Linked DNA regions of Arachis hypogaea: region 1 is linked to region 2. A link is a contact called in public Hi-C data. All regions are on one chromosome and are shown on one strand. The core of a region is the stretch at or near the end of the contact, and the rest is flanking DNA. Distances in the headings are between cores, read along the strand shown.

What was found. A called contact is a pair of places that touch in the nucleus more often than the background predicts.
Region 1: a contact with region 2 is called in a Hi-C map of an unstated tissue, with 3 times the contacts expected there. The contact joins the promoter of LOC112797634 here to the promoter of LOC112797625 in region 2. A contact is called at or near these places in 3 of 8 Hi-C or Micro-C datasets (leaf and an unstated tissue).

The regions. Positions count from the first base shown.
Region 1 is chr4:120,494,830-120,501,665 of arahy.Tifrunner.gnm2.J5K5, reverse strand. LOC112797634 (mogroside I-E synthase) reads left to right here and starts at 2,960. Exons shown (of 2, transcript XM_025840670.3): 1 at 2,960-3,735; 2 at 4,100-4,918. The coding sequence starts at 3,091. The coding sequence ends at 4,816. LOC140184497 (a long non-coding RNA gene) reads right to left here and starts at 800. Exons shown (of 4, transcript XR_011881491.1): 1 at 146-800. It also overlaps the pseudogene LOC112797635.
Region 2 is chr4:120,286,994-120,294,807 of arahy.Tifrunner.gnm2.J5K5, reverse strand. It overlaps LOC112797625 (UDP-glycosyltransferase 74G1), which reads left to right and starts at 2,499. Exons shown (of 2, transcript XM_025840659.2): 1 at 2,499-3,260; 2 at 4,681-5,601. The coding sequence starts at 2,598. The coding sequence ends at 5,400.

The sequences.
Region 1 (6,836 bases), core at 1,711-4,210, 210 kb before region 2:
ATTTTTAATGTATATTTATATTTTAATATGTATTTTTTACTAATAACTAATTTTGGTATCTGAATTTAGTGTATACATAATATAGACCATAATTAATTTTAGTGTTTAGGTTTATAATTTAATATTTAGAAGCTAGACCCAGTACCTGAGGCTGCCATTGAAGCTATGGAGGAGGAGCTCGGATCTCCTCGTCCGATGAACAGCATACCTCTCAAGCCGCCCTCACGATGGTGGCCAACAACATCTCCTTCCTACCGACGCCAAGATGCCCCTCACTGCCGCCCGAGTCCGATGTCTCCTCCTATTTTTTGTTCAAGTATAACTGGAAAAAAAAAAAGTTGGTACCTAATATTACTCTTGTAATATTTTAATGGGTCAGGCCCATAAGATTGCATAATCTATGGTTCACCATGATTTGGGCCTTTAATGCGGCCCATTAATTTGGCATAGTTGGTGACTTTCCTAACTCAATTTGGCTGTGAATACTGAATAGCATCGACTACCATGTGCACATTGGAAGCTCTAAGACTTCAGTCACTGAGGATGAGATTTTCCTTGGCAAGTTTCCAAAACTTATCATACGGGGATAGGCCTTTATTGCCCTATGTCTTCTTTAACTATGAAGAAGATCCTGCTTTTCTTCAGTTATTGAAGAAAGCTGATTGGATCCTTTGTCATACCTTTTCTTATGAGCTGGAAAAAAAGGCAAGTAAATGATATTATTAGAGGTGAGTGTGGAAGTTGTCATAAAAATGTTGTGAGAATATGAATTGTTATCAAACACTATAGAATATTTTTATTAAATTCATAATTAAATTATATCATTGTGTTATCTTAATAATAATTTAATATTCGGATAAAAATATTTTTTACACTTCATATTTGTAATTCTAATTTTTCTCCTAGTTCTTTTTTCAATATATATCCCTATCCTTTATAAATAAAAATAATAACATCAACACTCCGTTGTAGCTTTGTTGTTGAAATTATTATGGTGAATAAATTCCCAAGGTAAATTATAAATGAGACGAAGCCACAAAAATTTTGGCGTGCATAGATATGCTCAGCTTATGATGTGTATGAAACTGGCCTTTCTTTGTCCCAGTAATCTATTTTGCATTTTCCATGTATGAATAAACGTTTTTCAAAAGATAAGACAAAAGAAAGAATCATCTAGTGAGATATATTATATATAAGCCGAAACAAAAAATGCAGAAGCTTTGAATCACATGACACAGCAAAAAAATATATTATACGTATATATGATCGACCACTTAATATGTTAAAATAATATTGATTGTAATCAAATACTATATATATTCTAATAATGATGTCATATAGTATATGCCAGTAGTTCCATGTATGCAAATTAGAACTCAAAAGGTATTCAAACTCTATCTGCTTACAACACAAATATTAGAAAAAAAAAATTTCTAAAGTAATAATATTAATGTTAGTAAAATAATACAGTAATATTAAATATCTTTGAATTTATAATATTTATTAACTATGAGTTTTACTATCTTAATTTAATGATAATTAATAATATATTTTTTTTAAATAATAATATAATTTTAGAAGAGTCAAACTCTAAATATTAAATCCAAGTTGTCTAGCCCATCTTTGTTGACCAAATTTTTTTTCGTTGAGCGAAGTAGCTAGTGATGACCATGAATATGATCAAATAAATAAATAAATTTTTTTTTTTTGGTTTCCCACGGTATCCCCTGACCCGGCAGGTCAAGGACTAATCCGTCGCGGTACTGAGCTCCATTTAAGGGTTTGCCGCTGGCCAATGGGTTGCTGCATGCACAAGGCGGGATTCGAACCCCCGACACTTGCTTAAGCGGACTAGTGAGCTAACCACTAGACCAACCCAACTTGGTTAAATAAATAAATAAATATCCATGTGAAAATGACATGCACATATGGAATCATTAATTACTCTCTTTTTTTAGTTAATCATATGTTTCCCCCCGTAATTTGCGTCAGATATTGCGTCACATAATTTGTCCATTTGTATTATACCTATACTTAAATATTCTTTTTTTTTTTTCAGTGTTGCGAGAATCAAACCAAATCAATTGGTTCAATAGGATTAATCGAAAATGGATATTTTGCCGATCTAGATTAGTGTAAAATATATTGACGATAAATCGGGTAAAAGACTAATAAAGACGTTGAAAAAATTTAACGAGTATAAGTTTTGTTAAAAAATCAATCTTTTACATTGTATATATTTTATACAAATTAAAAATTTTGTGTAAAAAAAAATTAATTATTATATAAAATATATTAATATATATTATTTAATTTATTTTTTATATATCTTTTATTTTAATATGTATTATATATAAATAAACTGTTTTAATAATCATTTGTTGTGTATACGTCATATAATTATAAAAAAATATATTATTTTCTTCTATCAAAATGAAAAATACTATGTAAACAATTTTTTTTTGTAAGGTTCGACCAAGTCTTTGTTTTTTTCTTCTTGTTCTTACATTCTCGTTTTTTTTAAATAATATTTTTTACGCCAATAAATTATTATACCAACTTAATTAAAATTGATTACTAAAATATAGCATAATTGATCCAAATTTAACTTTAATTAAAATTTTAAACCATTTAATCTCGAGTTTTATCGATTCAATTACGACAATCTTGATTTTTTATTAAAGAGAAAAAATTTTAAAGAGACAATTATTTTAAAAGACAACTAAGTTCTTGATAAAAAAATACTTAATCTGATCCCTAAATTTTATTTTTATGAGACTGAATAGCTCCTGTAATTTTATGCCAAAAAAAAGCTAATATTATTTTTTTGAGGTAATTATCACGAATCGGGTGTTCACTCTTTATTAAAAGATTAAAGTTGTAAACTTCAACTTTTCTTTTTTTTCTTTGAAAAGAAACTAAATTTTCTTTTTCCTGATGTTAATTAAATTTGAAAGTATACAATTTGACTCAGTACTCTGACTCATGCATATTATATTTAAGCATAACCCAATAGCCCAAAATCCCAAAGAGGTCAAAGGCAAAAGGAGAAGAACAAAAAGAGTGAGTTAGTGAGTGTGAAGAAAGAAAATGGAGAAGGAAAATGGCAAAGCAGTGCACTGTGTGGTGCTAGCATACCCTGCACAAGGACACATAAACCCCATGATTCAATTCTCCAAGCGTTTGCTACATGAGGGTGTAAAAGTGACACTTGTCACAACACTATTCTACGGCAAAAGCTTGGAGAATTTCCCACCTTCAATGTCCTTTGAGACAATCTCAGATGGGTTTGACAATGGAAGACATGGTGAGGGACTTAAACTCAGTGTCTATAATGAAGTTTTCGCTCAAAGAGGGTCACAAACTTTAAGTGAGGTTCTAGAGAAGTGTGCTGTTTCAGGGTACCCTGTAGATTGCATAATCTATGATTCATTCATGCCTTGGGCTCTTGATGTTGCTAAGAAATTTGGTATAGCTGGTGCTTCTTATCTTACTCAGAATATGCCTGTGAATAGTGTTTACTATCATGTTCATATTGGAAAGCTTAGGGCCCCACTTACTGAGGATGAGATTTTGATTCCTATGTTACCAAAGCTTCAACATAGGGACATGCCTTCTTTCTTCCTTAGCTATCAAGAAGATCCTGCTTTTCTTGAGATGCTTGTCGAACAGTTTTCTAACATTCATGAGGCTGATTGGGTGCTCTGTAATGCATTCTATGAGTTGGAGAAAGAGGTAATTAATTTATGCAGCTTTACACAACTACTTATTTATTTGGTGTTCTGATTTCTGCTCCCTTCTTGCAGTACTATGATTTTGCATGTTTTAATAGTTCTTTGTTGTGTGTCAGAACTTAGAGCCCTTGCAGTTACCTATATTAATTGAACCTTTCCAATTTTCAAGTTAATTTGTGAAATTTTGAGTTTACTAGTTTTAGATTTGATTTAGTTATCCTATTTAACAGTTCTTGATTGATTGTTATTCTCGTTCATAAAAAATGTTATATGCACACAAAATAACTGCATATGAGTTTTCACCTTTTCTTCTGTGTATATGTTTTTTCAATGTGTGATGATTGGTGATTGAAAATTGCTCGTAGGTAATTGATTGGACAAAAAAGATTTGGCCAAAATTCAGGACTATAGGACCAAGCATACCATCAATGTTCTTAGACAAACGCCTTAAAGATGATGAAGAATACGGTGTAACACAATTCAAGAGCGAAGAATGTATGGATTGGCTAGACAAGAAGGCAAAAGGGTCAGTTCTATACGTATCATTCGGAAGTTTGGTTCCGCTAGACGAAGAACAAATAAGAGAAGTAGCTTATGGTTTGAGAGATAGTGGTAGATACTTCTTATGGGTAGTTAGAGCCTCAGAAGAAGCAAAACTCCCAAAAGATTTTGCAAAGAATTCAGAAAAGGGTTTAGTAGTGACATGGTGCTCTCAACTAAAGGTTTTGTCTCATGAGGCTGTTGGGTGTTTTGTAACACATTGTGGTTGGAATTCTACATTAGAAGCATTGAGTTTAGGTGTTCCTGTTATTGCTGTGCCTCAATGGTCAGATCAAGCTACAAATGCTAAGTACCTTGTTGATGTTTGGAAAGTGGGGATCAGGCCTGTGGTTGATGAGAAAAAGATTATGAGGAAGGAAGCATTGGAGGATTGTATTAAGGAGTTAATGGAAAGTGATAAGGGCAAAGAGATTAGGATTAATGCTGTGAAGTTGAAGAATTTGGCTATTGAAGCTGTTAGTGAAGGTGGAAGCTCCAATAAGAATATTATAGAATTTGTGAATAGTTTAAAAGGTTATTGAACCAACCAACCACCACTACTTGTTTAATTATTTGTTGTGGTGTTTCCTTGGCAAATAATGTACCACCTTAATTATTATAAAATAAATTTTAAATTCAGATAATTACTACTCTCATTCCTTTGAGAAATCAATGAACAAGTTTCTGGCCAAAACTGTCATTGTCCATTAATTAAACTTTGATTATAAAGTCCTGTTATTTAAATATCATACCAACTTAACTTGTTTTACAAGTTTTCACTAATTTATCCATTTGTGCTGTATTATTAAGTATTCTAATTCATAGGTTGACCCTTGAATAGCTCAAATCCAGAGAGGAAAAGTTAATGGAGAATAGAATAGGCATGAGAAAAACTATGCACTGTGTGGTGCTACCATATCCAGCACAAGGTCACATGAATCCCATGATTCAATTCTCTAAGCGCTTGCAACATGAAGGTGTAAGAGTGACACTTGTCACCACCCTATTCTACTTCAAGAACATAGAGAATAATCTGAATTTGCCACATTCAATTTCACTTGAGACAATTTCAGATGGATTTGATAATGGTAGGCATGGAGAAGCACTGAATTTAAGTGTCTATTTGGAGCGTTTTGGTCAAGTGGGGCCACAAAATCTTGGTGAGCTTCTAGAGAATCATGCTAGAACAGGGTACCCTGTAGATTGCATAGTCTATGATTCATTCTTAACATGGCCACTTGATGTTGCAAGAAAAATTGGTGTGGTCGGTGCTGTTTTCCTCACTCAGAATCTACCTATAAATGCCATATGCTACCATGTCTATATTGGAAAACTGAGACATGATCATGAGGTTTCGTTACTTCCTATGTTGCCACAACTTCAACATAGTGAAATGCCTTGTTTCTTCTTTAACCATGAGGAAGATCCTGATTTTCTTCAAATGCTAAGGGATCAGTTTTCAAACATTGACAAAGCTGATTGGGTCCTTTGCAATAGCTTCTATGAGCTGGAAAAACAGGTAATTAATTAGCAGTTCATCAAGTTTTGAATGTTTTCAGGGTTTTATAACACAAATTAAATTGTGATATAGCATCTTAAACTTGTTAAATATTCTCTTAAATTTTCGCAAAATCGCCGCAAATTAAATAAACGTTTTTGTTAGATAGACAATGACTTTTGTATACAATGTGAACAATGAGTTCTAGAATTGACCCAATAAAGTAAAACAAACACTCCACTCCCAAATTATCTCATAAACCTTAACATTAGGATAACCATCTGCACACCTATTGATTTGAATATTCAGCCATTGTTAACTGTGCATGAATAAATAAAAAAAATCATCCAATTAAAAATAATGAACATAATCATCTACATATCTATTGAATTGAACATCTGACATATTCATTATTCATATTGTTTAGTATTCTTATCGTTTACCTATACTTTTTCTTAAATAAAATGCTTTTTTTTGTATTATAATACTAAAATGAAAAAAAATGAGTTAACCCCAGAGTACAGATCGGCAATTTGTACTAATTTAATTTTTGAGATTCCAATTACACTACTTTAGTCCTTCATATTAAAAAAAATTGCACTAAGTTAGTCCCTCACAACATTAGGTCACATTTAACAGAAAAGTGGTTAGAATGAACTTACTGCATTTTTTCTAATCTAAAGGACTAGAATAGTGCAATTGTGATCTTCTCAAAAACTAAATTAATACAAACTGTTAATTTCAGAGATTATTTTAAGATTTAACTAAAAAGATTGATATTTTCAATATCTTAAAATTATAGAAAGAAAAAAAAAATCAATTCTCACATATAAATAGTAAATTTCTATTTTTACATGTACTTTCTTGTGTGTTAATCTGTTAGAATTCATGAATTTTCATCAATTAAGCCATTTCTTTGAGGTTGCTCACTTGCTCTTCCAATACATTTTTTTCTCTTCATAAAATACTTAGTGATTGAAAATTGTTTTTAGGTGACTGATTGGACAATGAAGATTTGGTCCAATTTTAGGACTATAGGACCAAACATACCGTCTATATTCTTG
Region 2 (7,814 bases), core at 1,250-3,749:
GTTCGCCTAACTCCGGCGAACTCTCTTTTAAGATTTTTAAAATCCGCATTTTAATCCATTATCATCATCTCCAAATAATATATAAATTTACAAACAGTATATAGGGATACACAAAAATTTACGGACAACGAACATGACTTCTTCAAGAATTTTTTTAATTATAAATTAAAAAAAACCATATTTAAAAATAACAACCTTTGTTATCGTATCTAAAAATGTATAGGTACATCGGAATGAGTCATATCTTTGTCTATCTTTGTCTCTGAAAACTATAATAATTGTTAACTTTCCAATCTTATATATTTGAAGTGGATTATTTTTGGGAAATAGTTATTTTTTAATTTATAATTAAAAAAATCTTTGTTAAATATGACTCATTCCGGTGTACCTATACATTTTTAGATAGGATAACAATGATTGTTATTTTTAAATATGGCTTTTTTTAATTTATAATTAAAAAATTCTTGAAGAAGTCATGTTTGTGTATTTCTATATACTATTAGTAGATCTGTATATTATTTGGAGATGATGATAATTTGATTAAAACGTGGATTTCAAAAATTTTAAAAAGAGAGTACTCATTTTTATAGAGTTCGCCGGGACGTCCGACTAACTTGCTTAAATGCAAAAAAAAATCGTATTTAGAGAATTAAAGTTTAAAAATCTTGATCGCAAAATAATAATTTTTTTATTTTATAAATGAAAAAAAAAACCTATACTTCGTATATGTCTTATAAATTATAACAAATACATGTGAGTTCAAGATATTAGGTTTTTTTTCAATAATAAAATAAAAAAATTATCTTAAATTTTGGAATATATATATATTTTTTAGAATTTTAGCTAAGTTTGTCGCAGGCAAACTTTATTATTTTTGTAAATTCGTAGTATTCTACCACAAATTTTACTAGTTATCTCTATAAATATTAGATTAGGTAAAAAAAATTAAAAAATTGACAATAATAATTATTATTATAATATCTAAGAATATATAGGAGTATATAAAAATATATAGCAATAAACTGTATTTAACAATAATATAATAAAAAAAAGGCTTCTCAACATCTTAATTTTTTAATTTTTTAATTTTTTTATCTAAATTAAAGCAAATTAATTTTTTTTAAAAATTAAAAATTTTGATTATAATATATATTTTTTCAAATTAAAAATATGAAAACAGTTGAAGAATATATATTTTTTTCAAATTAAAATCACAGAAGTAGATGGGTGAGGAGCATAGAAATTTGAAAAAGTTCACCAACGCATGCGGCAAACTTATACAAAAAGAAAAGTTGGATTTTAAAATATAAAGTTGGATTAATTTTAAAAAAAAAATATTTTTAAAAAAATTTATAATAGAAAAAATTCCCAAGATATTAGTATATTATACTCTAGAGAATATCCTTCTCATATTTTAGAGCATATCAAAGCTATTTCAATTAAAGTATGTACAATTATACGCGATAGAATCCCCAATTCAGTGTATTCTACTTAACAAATTTTTTTCATCTTCATTCCTACTCGCTGCCACTCATGTTTCTACTATTGTTTTGTTTGTAATTAAACCAAAATGTCTCACGCACTTGTCGTGTCAATTCATTATTATTATAACAAAATTTTAAGAGATTAGAATGGTTTTGTCGTACTTAATTTTGCTCAATCAATATTTATATATATTTTTTAATTGAAGTATATTGTTTAATAAGTTTTTTTTTTTACATACAATAAGTCAACAAAAAATCGAAAAAAAAAACTTACTATAAATATCACATATATGTTAATGACACTTTTATAGATATATTAGGTGATATTTTAAAAATTATTTATTTATTTTCAAAAAAAATATATATATAGATAAATTATACGGTACAAATTTAAGTTTATAGAGATACTCATAACGTAATTTTTTTCACAACACATGTACTATTTTATGTTATGCCGGAGAAGCAGCTCGACAAGTTACGGTGGTCTATAAAATTGGCGGTTTGGATAGACACAAGGAAAGAAAACTTATTCATGTTGGACCCTTCTCTATGTATAAGTTGGTTTTTGACTCTTTAGATTAGTTTTTGTTTTTTTTACAGGGTACCGCAAAAAAAAATTTGTTGAGAAGTTTATTTGAAATTGAGTTACTTTTAGGTGTAATTGTGAGGTTCAAATATTTTTTAGATGGTATCTGATTTTTGTTGGTGTCAAAATATCATCGTCCAAATTTTTCGTGAAAAAATAAAATTTGATACCTGTAAAAAATTTTGATACTTAAAATTTTTTTTACAACACGGGTATTTTGTCTTTATGTTAAGAAAATAGCTTGGTAAGTTAAGGTGGCTTAGAAAATTTGCAGTTTTTACAATACAGAAATATGATATTTTTAATATAATTTTTTAAAAAAATATATTTTTTAAAAACATAATTATTAACTTTAAAAGGAATGCTCACGTATGCAATGATTCTCCTTAAGAATTTAATAAATTAATTAAACAACTTATATTTTCTTACTTTACACATGCACATACTCACTTTGATACTTCAATATTTCCCAAATCCCAATTTGCCATCAAACCCCCACCTACCCTGAAGAAGCTCTTCAAAGAAAAATGGGTGAGAAAACTATAGCCAGAAAACCACCCCATTGTTTGGTCTTATCATATCCATTTCAAGGTCACATAAACCCCATGCTTCAATTCTCCAAGCTCTTGGTACATGAAGGAGTCAAAGTAACCTTAGCCACCACACGTTTCTTCATCAAGAACTTGCACAATAATAACAACTTGCCTCCTTCTATATCACTTGAATCAATCTCTGATGGGTGTGACAATGGTGGTATTCAAGAAGCTGGTGGAAGCTACAATGCCTATATACAACGTTTTTGGCAAGTTGGTCCACAAAGTCTCGTTGATCTTCTAGAGAAGCTTGCTAAATTAGGAAACCCTGTAGATTGTATAATCTATAATTCATTTCTGTCATGGGCACTAGATGTTGCCAAAAGATTTAGCATAGTTGGTGCTTCTTACTTCACTCATAATATGGCTGTGAATAGCATATTCTATCATGTTCAATTGGGAAAGATTAAGGTTCCTGTAATTGAGGATGAGGTTTCACTTCCTTCTATGCCTAAACTTCAACTTGGGGACTTGCCTTCTTTCTTCTTGACATATGAAGAAGATGGACCTGTGCTTGAGATGCTAAAGGGTCAATTCTCCAACTTGGACAAAGCTGATTGGGTTTTCTGCAATGCAATCTATGAGCTTGATAAGGAGGTAAGAGCTAAGAAGTTGTGTGTATATATCTCATATATTCCATCCATCTGAATATTTATACAAGAATTTAGTTTTGTATACTAAAATGTTTGACTAATTCCTTGTAGTGGTCCTAAGATTCAAGATTTTCATTAATTTGATCCCTTAGATCTACTTACATTATAATGGTCCGATCCTTCGTATTGAGCTTCGGACACCATAATAATTCATGAATCCTTTTTTGATACTAACTCAGCAAACATAGTGATGATTAAGGGTGTTTATAGGTTGGATTTGATCTGCATATTCACTGTTTATCCAAATCCGATCTGAAAATTGCGGATATGATCCGATCCGCACACTAATACGATCGGATTGCGGATTTTGTGTAGGTATCCGCGTATCCATAAAAATAAAAAAATAAACAAGTAAATATTTTTTTATGTTTTATTTTAACTAATAATTATCATATATGTTATATTATTTTAATTTATTATTTAAAAAAATATGTTTAATATTATTTTAAGAGTAAACATATTTAAAAAAATAGAAAAAATTAATTTTATTGATATTCTTTAATAAAAATAAACTCTTAAAAATATTTTTGTGTTTTGCAGATATATCCGATCCGATTGGGATCTAAACTTAAAAAACTATAGATATTAAATCCGATCCAATGATTTTAATGCAAATTGGATCGAAATGTTGGCCATATCCAATTCGATTCGATTCCTAATGATGATGTAACACTCTCTTACCATGCAGGACTGGTGTGAAATGCCGGTGTTTTTGTTTAGTGTCTAAAGAAGGCCAAAACGACATGTAGAAACCGTTTTAGATGCCACAAAAGTCAAAGTGACGTTGTTTCGGGCTTTCGGCCTTCATTTGGCGTCAAACAGAAACATGGTCGTGGTAAGAGAGTGCCACATTATCACTGTGTTTGCTGATTCAGTGCTGGAAAAAAGTCTAGCTAGGGATGACTATAACATCCGAAGCTCAATTTAAAGGACTACTGCAGTGCAATTGGACCTTGAGAAACCAAATTGATGAATACCGTGAATTTAAAGAACCCACCATGAACATTTAGTCTAAAATGTTTTTATATAGGCATCATCTATCTAGGATCTTGTTTTACCGTTTCAGCATAGCATATAGTGAAAAATTTAGAAAAGTAAAATTAGTACTTGATTAATAAAATGGTGTTTAATTTGATATTTCATTATTGAAGATAAGAAATTGATTAACTGTGTTGTTAATGATAACAGAGATATAGAGAGAGTAAGAGAGAGAGAACTAGTGCATTTTATAAATTATACTATAAAATGAAGTTATTCTTTATTATTAGCAAGATAATTAATTAATTAAAGTAAAAAAGATAGATATTTTCTTATTTGCTAGTTTTTTCTATAAATTTTCAATTTTGGCATGTGTTTGGTTTTAGGTTGTTGATTGGACAACAAAGATTTGGCCAAAGTATAGAACCATAGGACCAAATATCCCATCTAAGTTCTTGGATAAGAGAGTCAAAGAAGATGAAGAATATGATGTTGCACAATTCAAAAGTGAAGATTATTGTATAGAATGGCTAGCAGATAAACCAAAAGGGTCAGTTATTTATGTGTCATTTGGGAGCATGGTTCCTTTTGATGAGGAACAATTGAGAGAAATAGCTTATGGTTTGAGAAATAGTGATAGGTACTTCTTGTGGGTGGTTAGAGCTTCTGAAGAGACTAAATTACCAAAAGACTTTGTAAAGAAATCAGAAAAGGGTTTGATAGTAACATGGTGCTCCCAATTGCAAGTTCTAGCACATGAGGCTATAGCATGTTTTGTGACACATTGTGGTTGGAATTCTGTATTGGAAGCTTTGAGCTTAGGAGTTCCAACCATCGCAATTCCAAAATGGGCAGATCAAAGTACAAATGCAAAGTATATTGAAGATGTTTGGAAAGTGGGAATTAGAGTTCCAATTGATGAGAAGCGGATTGTGAGAAGAGAAGATTTGAACAATTGTATAAAGGAAATGATGGAAAGTGAGAAAGGGGAAGAGATAAAGAGAAATGCCATTGAGTGGAGAACTTTGATGACAAAAGCTGCTAGTGAGGGTGGAAGCTCCCATAAAAATGTTATTGAATTTGTAAATAGCTTATTTTCTCTGTAAGTCTCATATGCCTTTGTTTGTTCCTTTCTTTGTTTTTTATTAGACAAAAAAAAAAAAAAAAACTTCGATTACATCAGATTTGACTTAATTCGCTTTCGCCAGGCCATCTTGTATGTTGTAAGAAAACTACTTGCATGTTTTTCTATGTTTTTGGATCAAATAAGGTTGTTGTTTTGGTATAAATTTGTTATTTTTCGTGGACTTTTTCCATTCTTGACATATAAAACTACACAAAAAAATAGATTTAAGATAGATTAGTTTTTCTTTCCATGTAGTCCTTTTAGGCCCTTCCCTGAGGCCTTCCCCCTTTCCTGTCACCCTTCAATTCATCTTGTTCTCCCTTTCTTTTAACCCAACATAACCATTAGACTAAGGTTTTGCATATTATGTACAAAACCGGATTCAAACCTCAATCTTACTTAAGCAGCGAGTAAGCTGAGCATTGGACTAATCTAAATTGGTTACTAATAGAGGTTTGATATGTGTGTTAAAAGGCAGCAATTTCATATTGGGTTGTTGGCTTTTTTTTTTTCCCCTTGGGATATTGTGTGAAAGTGTGAATAGAACTTCTTTTGGAATTTTTCGAAATCTTACAAGTTTTAGGGTCTTTGTCATGGGTTAGTTCGATATTAAAGTTCTATGTACATGAACCATATAGTAGCAATGTAATGTTGAACGGAAAATAGACAAACACTGCTATATATACAGTAGGAACAGGGCCTTGAGAGTGACTATAAATTCAAAGATTAGCAATGTGATATGCAGGGTTTTTTTTTTAAATGTTATATAATTAATTATTTTATTGCTTAACGTTGCAGGTTTAGCTTACAATTTGAGTTGAAATAATATATTTTTGTATTCTTAATTTTCAGTTTCTAATCAATAAATTTTTTTTATTAAAAAAAAAAAAACACATCTCATCTCACGTGTATCCTGGTCCGGAAAAAAAAGAAAGAAAAACCTCACGTGTATAGAACAGCCTAGGCCTACCATAGTAGGGTTGCATATGACCCGGCGTGGTCCGAAGACCCGACCCGGTCTCGAACACTTTTGAGATTAATTTGGTGTGATTTTATTGGGTTTAGTGTCGGGTAAGGGCCTCAAAAATAGACTCGGTCATTATTTTGGGTCAGACCCGGGCCATAGCTCGGGTCACTCGAAGTCGGCCTGGTAGTCTGGTCATCATACACAATTAATATTTTGTGTTATTAGTGATGGATCATGACTATTTTTATGTGGAATTTAAGTATTGTAAACTTTAATATTTTGTGATATTAGTCATTATAAGATTGTAAGTTAATATTTTATATTTAGAATGCATAAGATTTTAGACTAATGCATAATATTGTGTTATTTGTATTGATTTAAATATTTGGTATTATTAGACAATATTAGTATTGATTGTGGTTATGTTTTAGTATTGATTGTGGTTATGCTTTAATTTTGAAGAAGAGTTAGTTCTTATTATATTTTTCTAAGTGAATTTTACTATATTAAATAATGGTTGGAGTCTTAGAAATTTAGATATTTTTACATGCTACCTTATAAAAATGTATCATCGTAATGTAATATTAAGGGTCCGACATCCAATATAATTATAGCTCGATTCAAATCTAATAAATAAATTCAGTATATATTTCGAATCAAATCTGATTCACATCAAATTCGACTTTAGCAAACCATGTGCACCCTATACCATAGTACCATGTAATAACAAGTTAACAAGTAGTATGACAAAACTAACAACTAAACAAGCCTTCAATGAAACTAATTAAAAACTCAGTTCAATATTGTCCCGTAATCCCATCGAGTGGTTAGTTAGACCTGTGTTCCTACCTCTTGCTTCTATCTTTGGGACAATTTTAATTTAATCCAAAAATTAGTTTAGGAAGTCACAGATGTTTTTTATTTATAAACTAGTATTTTTATCCATAATAATATTATGCAAATATAAATCTTTTAAAATTATGTCGATTTTATCCTGATATTATAAATTATGCTACAAAAGATTTATAAAAAAGTCGTAGAAAACAAAAATTTTTGTCGTCTAAGAAGACTAAGTCTCGGTAGATAAAAAAATAAATAATAAGATTTTTAGTTATTATTTTTATGTGAAGAATTTAATTTTTTACTAATAATTAATTTTAACATTCGTTATCTAAAATTTGAAAGAATTTAACATGTATACTTTTATATTTGATTATGTGTTAAGTCTCTTTCACAAATAAAAATAATTAATTTTTATGCTTGCTATTTAAAAATAATATTTTTTCTCTCTATATATAAAAATATAATTAGATATTAATATAAAGATATTTATATTGTTAGTTATAAAATTAATTCAAAATTAATTTTTTTATACAATTAAATCTTGATTCTAACTTTTAATCACAATATTAGTATTTTCTCCAAAT